Regions from separate parts of the Mus musculus genome. Here region 1 is linked to region 2. Evidence: chromatin contacts called from public promoter capture Hi-C data. All regions are on one chromosome and are shown on one strand. The core of a region is the stretch at or near the end of the contact, and the rest is flanking DNA. Distances in the headings are between cores, read along the strand shown. Region 1 holds the start of Fndc10 (fibronectin type III domain containing 10). Region 2 holds the start of Gabrd (gamma-aminobutyric acid (GABA) A receptor, subunit delta).

Region 1 (3,074 bases), core at 158-2,657, 300 kb before region 2:
CTGAAGCATGCATAAGCCAGACAGCCACAGGGCCACAGTCCCCATGGACAGCTGAGGGATGATGGGTGGCTCCTGCAGTGGGTCAGAGATACTAAGGCACAAAGCTAACCTAAGCCCACTGGGGTAAGGTGGGGTGGGTACAGGCTCCAGAGGTCACTCCTCCCAATCTGCAAAGTACAAAGTGACCAAGCAACAATCACGGCCAAGCTTTGACAACCTGGCACAGGATGAAAGTTCAGGTTCATGATCCTGGGTGCCAGTGGTTTTTGCCAGAAGGGAATGTATATTCTGGCCGGCTCTATAAAGGCCTCTGGAGATGGAGAAGACCCCTGGCTGCCATTGACACTCTAGCCCAGGCCTATGGGCCAGTCTGAGGCCTGAGTCTGGAAGGCAGATACCCATCTGGGGCTGGCAAGGTCGTGGGATGATGCCAAGGTCCCTGCATGGGCTAGTTTCCATTAGGCCCTCCATGGGGATCCTAAAGAGGGAGAGGGAATGAGAGAAAAGCAGAGAGAGGGCCTTAGGGTCTCAGCGCACTTGGCAGATGGAACCCAGGTGGGCGGGTCGCCTTGCGCTTCAGGGCTGCCTGCGCAGACTGGGTCGCCGGAAGGTCGGGTGCATGAGGTTCTCGGTGATGTAGGCCACCAGCAGGCAGATGACCACCAGCATGACACAGATGGAGCCGCCTACCGCCGTCATGGCCACCACGATCTCCTGCATAGCTGCCGGTTCGGCGGTGAACTCCACGCACTCGGCCAGCTCTGGCGGGACGACGGCGACCTCGGCGCGCAGCGGCAGCTGCTGCAGGCACAAGCGGTAGCGCACGCTGTCGTGCACGTCCGGTAGCAGGTAGTCGCGGCAAGAGGCACCCAAAAGCACGCGATCGCAAGGGAAGCGCGTATAGGTGCCACGCCACGAGCAGTTTAGCGCGAAGACGCGCACGCGGCGCGCCTCTGCAGGAGCCAGGCGCCACTGCAGCAGCACGCTGCGATTGCGCAGGACGTGGGCGCGCAGCGAGCCACCCGCCGAGGCCAACGTTTCGCAGCCCGGCGTCTGGCAGCGGAAACCCCGAACGGGGCTGCGAAAGCACAGGCGCCCACCGCCCGTCTCTGGGCCCTCGGACAGCACCTTGTAGGGGCACCAGGGCGCGTCGGGGGCCGGCTCCCAGCCCGGCGGCGTCGGGTCCACAGCGGCGCCTGACGGTGGCGCGCATGCAGCCAGCAGCAGCAGCAGCGGCGGAGCGCGCATCCTGCGGCTAGGCCGGCGCGGCGGGGCGCGGGCTCGCGAGCGCACGGGGCGCGGCGGAGGGTCACGCGGGCCGCGCCGCCGCAGCCGCTGCCGCGCTCCCCCCACGCAGCGCCCTCCGCCGCCACCCGCTCCGACCCGCTTCACGCCCAGGCCCGGTGCGCGCTCGGACCCAGCGGCAAAGGCGGGGCTGCCCCACGTCCCGCCCCCTTAACCCTCTCTGGGCCGCGTCCCACGGGCATGAGAAAGTCTACCTAGCACAGGCGGGTGTTGAACGGTGGTCCTGGGACAGGCCCTTGCCACAATTGATGAGAACTCCGGACGGTCCCTCTATCCGGTGCTGGCCCCTCGTGGCCACCGAGAGCGTCCTGCCCGCTCTGACCAAGAGGATGGACAAAGGGACTGAAATGTAACTTCACTCTGAGATCCTGGATCTTTGGAGTAGATGGCATCCACTAGGGAGGAAAATCTGAGGCCAAGGTTTTGACTTGGTGAAAATTGATTATTCTGCACTCCTGAAGAGATGTTGCAGGCAGATCTCCTCTATCTCATTGTTCCTTCTCGTCATTGGCTCTTGAAGAGGCTCAGGACCAGACAATGAAAACGACCCCACAAAAAGCCACCCCGAGTCAGGCCGATAGAATCCAAGCTACTTAAGAACTAGCCCACCCGGGCAGGAGAGATGGCCCAGTGGTTAAGAGCACTGGCTGCTCTTCCTGAAGTTGTGGATTAAATTCCCAGCAACCACATGGTGGCTCACAACCATCTATAATGGGATCTGATGGCACACAGGTGCACACACTTATATATATGTATAGAGAGAGCACTTATATACGTAAAATAAATACATCTCTAAAGAAGTGGGAAAAGAGAATAGCCTACCTGGGCTACCAAATGAGTTTGGGGTCAACCTGGGCAATTTAGTGAGACCCTCAAAATGAAAACAAAAAAATAAAATAAAATCAAACCAAGCCAGTTATGGTGCCCTAAATCAGCAAGATCAAAGGTCTCCTTGACTACTTGAGACTAGTCTCAAAAAACACAAAACAACCAAGCAAGGAGACACAGGGGGACGGGCAGAACCACTGAATTCTCACCCCTGCACGGTCACCAAACAGAGTCAGGGCCAAAGGACACCTGAAGAGACTGCCCTGCCTGCCCTGCCTGCGCTAAGTAGGGGGTGCAGCCAGAACCAGCTAGTGCCTAAAAGCTCTGCTGCTAAGGATCAACGGTGCACTGAAAAGGGAGGCGAGTGTGGTCTCACCCTACTGTACGTACTGTCCTTTGAGGTGACCTTAGCCAGGAAAGGAAACGGAGGGTGTGCGGGCTGCAGTGTTCTCTAGGTCCTACCTCCTGTGTCTGTAGACTATGGTGTTTCCACACACCTACAGCCCTTATCCTAGTCATCCTGAAAACCCCAAGCGGTAACTGAGCCTGAGTTCAGTATCAGAAGCCTCTATGCAGCCATTGTGCACCTCATGACTAACTTGGAAGGATCCAATCACGACACCAAGCCTCTCCAATTTGTAGAGTCTAATAAGATCTCCGTCCTCAGTGGAGGGCAGGGGTTTCAAGAGATATACTTCCTGCCCCCACCCTATTCCTACCTTTCCCTTAAACTGGGCAGAGTGCAGACTCATCATTGTAAATGTGCCCAGAAATTCCTGTAGGTCATGTCCAGAATTATCCAGACCTTCTTTCAGTTGGCTTGCAGGTATTAGTTGGAAATATTGGTACGGAAAATGGGCAAGACAACATAATGTGGTATCTTTGGATGGAAGACAGCTAGATGCTCAATCTTACTACTAGGAGGTGTGGCCTTGTTGGAG
Region 2 (3,416 bases), core at 749-3,248:
AGCAAGAATAGGAGTGGATGGAGAGATGGAGAGAGTACAAGAACAATCTATAGTGTCTATAGTGGAAGAAGCAGGCCAGGCATGTTAGAAACAGCCTAAGAGGTCTGGAGAGATGGCTCAGAGGTTGAACACACTAACCGCACTTTCAGAGGTACTGAGTTCAATTCCCAGCAACCACATGGAGGCTCACAACCATCTGTAATATGACCTTGGTGCCCTCTTCTGGCGTGTAGTACAGAACACTGTACATAACAAACAAACAAATAATAAATAAATAAATAATTTTTTTTTAAAAAAAGAAAAAGAAAAGAAAGAGCCAAAGACTATAACAGCCGTGCAAGACCAAGGCTTTGTTTCCTGACCTTGGATGAGTCAGCTCCATAGTTATCTCTCCTAATTCCCTGAGTCGAACCCAGGTCAGAGGTAAAGACAGACCCATAACTAGTTCAAAATGTATACATACAACCTATATATGTATATGTGTAGGAAGGAACCAAAGCTCAGAAGCTACACACAAATCTTGCTAGGAACAAAATTTTGAAAGCTTGTAACCCCGGGACTTGAGGCGAAGCCGGATGGGTGGCCAGTAGTTCAGAGTCATCCTTGACTATATAGCAAGTTCAAAACCAGCCTGAACTTCATCAGACCCTGTCTGAAAAATGAAAACAAAACAAAACAAAACAAAAAAAAACCATATCTAAGCAGTTCCTTGTGCTAGAAGCTCTATAAGTCATCTTTTTCAACACACCTGACTGGCCAGTTTCCAGGCATCCCCAGGGCACCTGAGCATAGGGCATCCTTACTATGTCGATTAGGCTGTATCTAAACCTCTCATCTTCTGCTTCAGTCTCTGAAGTAGCTGGAACTCCACGTGTTCACCACTGGTGGGTGGGATCTGCTTATTTTAAAGTGTTTTCTGTGATCCCAGGCATCCAGTAAGGTCAATGAATGAGGTGAAACAGGGGCTAAAGCTTGTGAGTAGCTTTTAAAAGGAATCCTTCAAAACTTTGTACTCAAAAGAATTAAAATGGAAGATGTGTCCGGGGGAAGAGCATACTAATTGGTTTTCCAATATCAAATGGTCAGCCTTGAGAACAAAATACAAAGTGGCATTATACAGACTGAGCCGGTTATAATTAGGAATATATATGTATATACATATTTGTATGTAGCAACAATTAATGAAAAAAAAAAAGAGGCCATGAATTTGAAAGAGAGAAAAGAGTGGTGGTATACAGGAGATGCTGGAGGGAGGAAAGGGAGAAATGATAGAGTTGTAATTTCAAAAATAAAAAAGACAATTTAAAAAAGATAAAAGATGTGTGAGCCTTCTTTCCTATGGAGGGTCGATGTCAGCGTTGTCAGCAGGGCCTGTCCTGGTTGGTATGGATAGGTAAGATGGGACCTGAGCACCCAGATTCAGGTATCAGTATCCTCTCTTGTCCAGTAGGGTTTTCAAGTCAGAGAGATAGTCAATAATAGTATCTACCACTTTTCTCTCTTATGAGGGAAGGTGGAGGGTGTCCAGGGAATGAAATGTGAGGAGGTGTCTGATATTCCCTGATAGAAGGAATGGTGGCTTCAGGAACGCCCCCTGCCTAGGCAACCCAAGCCTGAGACCCTCACAAACCTCTCAAGCAAGCAGGGCCTCAGGGATGAGGCTTTGCACTACCTGCAAAAGGGAATCCACTCGTCTTGCGTCCTGGTCGTTTGTGCTCCAGGCAGACACGTGGAGGAACTTGTTTGCAGACAGCAAGGGCCACAGCTGGAGGAGGGTCTGGGCCGCCTGACTTCTGACAGCAATGGAGAGGACACAGTGTGCGAGGCTCTCGGAGCTCTCCGGAGCGCAGCGGAGCGACCACCGGGTGCTATGCGGTGCGCAGAAGCCTCCCCGCGTGCGGCAGGGCGTGCGAGCGGGGGTGGGACTGTGGCGCGGGGCGGGGCGGGGCGGGGCGGGGCAGGCTCGACGTTCCATCCTCCCCCAGCGCCCGTTCCACTCTCCTTCGCGCTCCCGCCCTTCTGGTGCCGCCGCGCGGCCGCAGGCAAAGCAACTTTGCTTGCGCTGGGGCTAGCTGGACCTGTCCCGCGCACAGCCCGCAAGGCCATGGACGTTCTGGGCTGGCTGCTGCTGCCGCTCCTGCTGCTCTGCACGCAGCCGCACCATGGCGCCAGGTGAGCAGCTCGTGGGCCAGGGATGATGTGGGGCAGGAGGGACTCGTTCTTTGGCGGGCACCCTCGGTGGGGCAGAGTTCCGAGTTGTCAGGACCCAGAGTCTTCACCTCTAGGTCCACCCTGTTGTGCTTTGCGCCTGCCGCTCTTCCAGATCTAAGGACCCGGCTGACCTCTCTCCTGCTGCCCGGGTGCTGTCCGCCGTCCTCGGTGCTGAACGCTGCGCTGTGGGGCGGGATTGGAGCCGCCAGGCCAGGTTAATGTGAAAACCTCTCTTCATCTTTGTCCTTGGCCCCATCCCACTGAGCTGGTTCCTGCTCCGCTGGTACCCTTCCAAGTGCAGAGCTGAAGCTCGGCAGGATGAGCTGAGGGCAAGAAGAAAGGAAGACTTAAGAACTGGGGGTCATGGGGAGCGGGTCTGCCCTTGAGAAATGACTATCCTTTTCCTCCGTCTTGTATGGACGCCTCAGAAAGGTTTGTCCCAACCCTGTCAGTAGAGCAAAGGTGACCGTGGGTCTTCTCTCAGCAGTTGCTTCTGAGTTTACAGACTGAATCCTGATTGCAGGTGAACAGCAGCCAAGTGGTCCTGTCGAATACCCCCATGGAAGGAGACTATATTCTTGGGGATAAAAGAGGGCTCTTTCCCCAGAGCGAGAAGAGTCTAAGCAGGGAGGCCTTAGGCTGGGGCATCCTCTCAGGAGCTTCCAACACTCCACAGTCCCTGTCTTCTTTCTCTTCTCGCTGGGACTTAGAATCCAACCTTGGTCATCTTGGGCCGAGCAACCTACCATGAGAGTCATAAGAAGCAAGTGTCTTTGTGAGGTCCTTTAGAGGAAAAGGCAGAAATCAAACAGTGGAGACAGGTCCCTGGAGCTCTGGACTTGAGGGCCAACTGGCACGGACCTAGAGGGTTGGACAACAGATATGGCTGCATGCCAGCTGTATTTTGGCCGTAGAGTCCCAGGAAGCATGTCATGCAGGTGTCTGAGCCTCTCTGCTGGCAGGTGGGGGACAGGTCCAGAAGGCCTAGATCTGGCTACAAATGTTAGAACTAGGTTGGAGAGCAGAGAATGGCCACTGACCGTAAGCCTCTGATCCACCAATGCCCAGAAAAGGGTTCTGTTCCTTATTTAGTCCCTGTGGGCTTTACTTCCTTTCTTCTCAGAGGGTGAAGCATAGTAACATGGCTGCAGCTGTCATGTTTGAGGCTCTGAGGTCAGATGCTGGCCGTGACCGTGGCCACATAG

What was found. Promoter capture Hi-C pulls out the DNA fragments that hold promoters and counts their contacts.
Region 1: a contact with region 2 is called in a promoter capture Hi-C map of liver, with 3 times the contacts expected there. The contact joins the promoter of Fndc10 here to the promoter of Gabrd in region 2. A contact is called at or near these places in 7 of 39 promoter capture datasets (the 3T3-L1 cell line, the C10 cell line, cranial neural crest and 3 more), 2 of 484 Hi-C or Micro-C datasets (the N1E-115 cell line and myocytes) and 3 of 115 datasets of contacts at active chromatin or transcription factors (cardiomyocytes and embryonic stem cells).

Annotation. Positions count from the first base shown.
Region 1 is chr4:155,692,675-155,695,748 of GRCm38.p6, reverse strand. Fndc10 (fibronectin type III domain containing 10) reads right to left here and starts at 1,407. Exons shown (of 1, transcript NM_178699.4): 1 at 1-1,407. The coding sequence starts at 1,248. The coding sequence ends at 577.
Region 2 is chr4:155,396,651-155,400,066 of GRCm38.p6, reverse strand. Gabrd (gamma-aminobutyric acid (GABA) A receptor, subunit delta) reads left to right here and starts at 1,998. Exons shown (of 9, transcript NM_008072.2): 1 at 1,998-2,172. The coding sequence starts at 2,105. It also overlaps a transcript of Cfap74 not described here.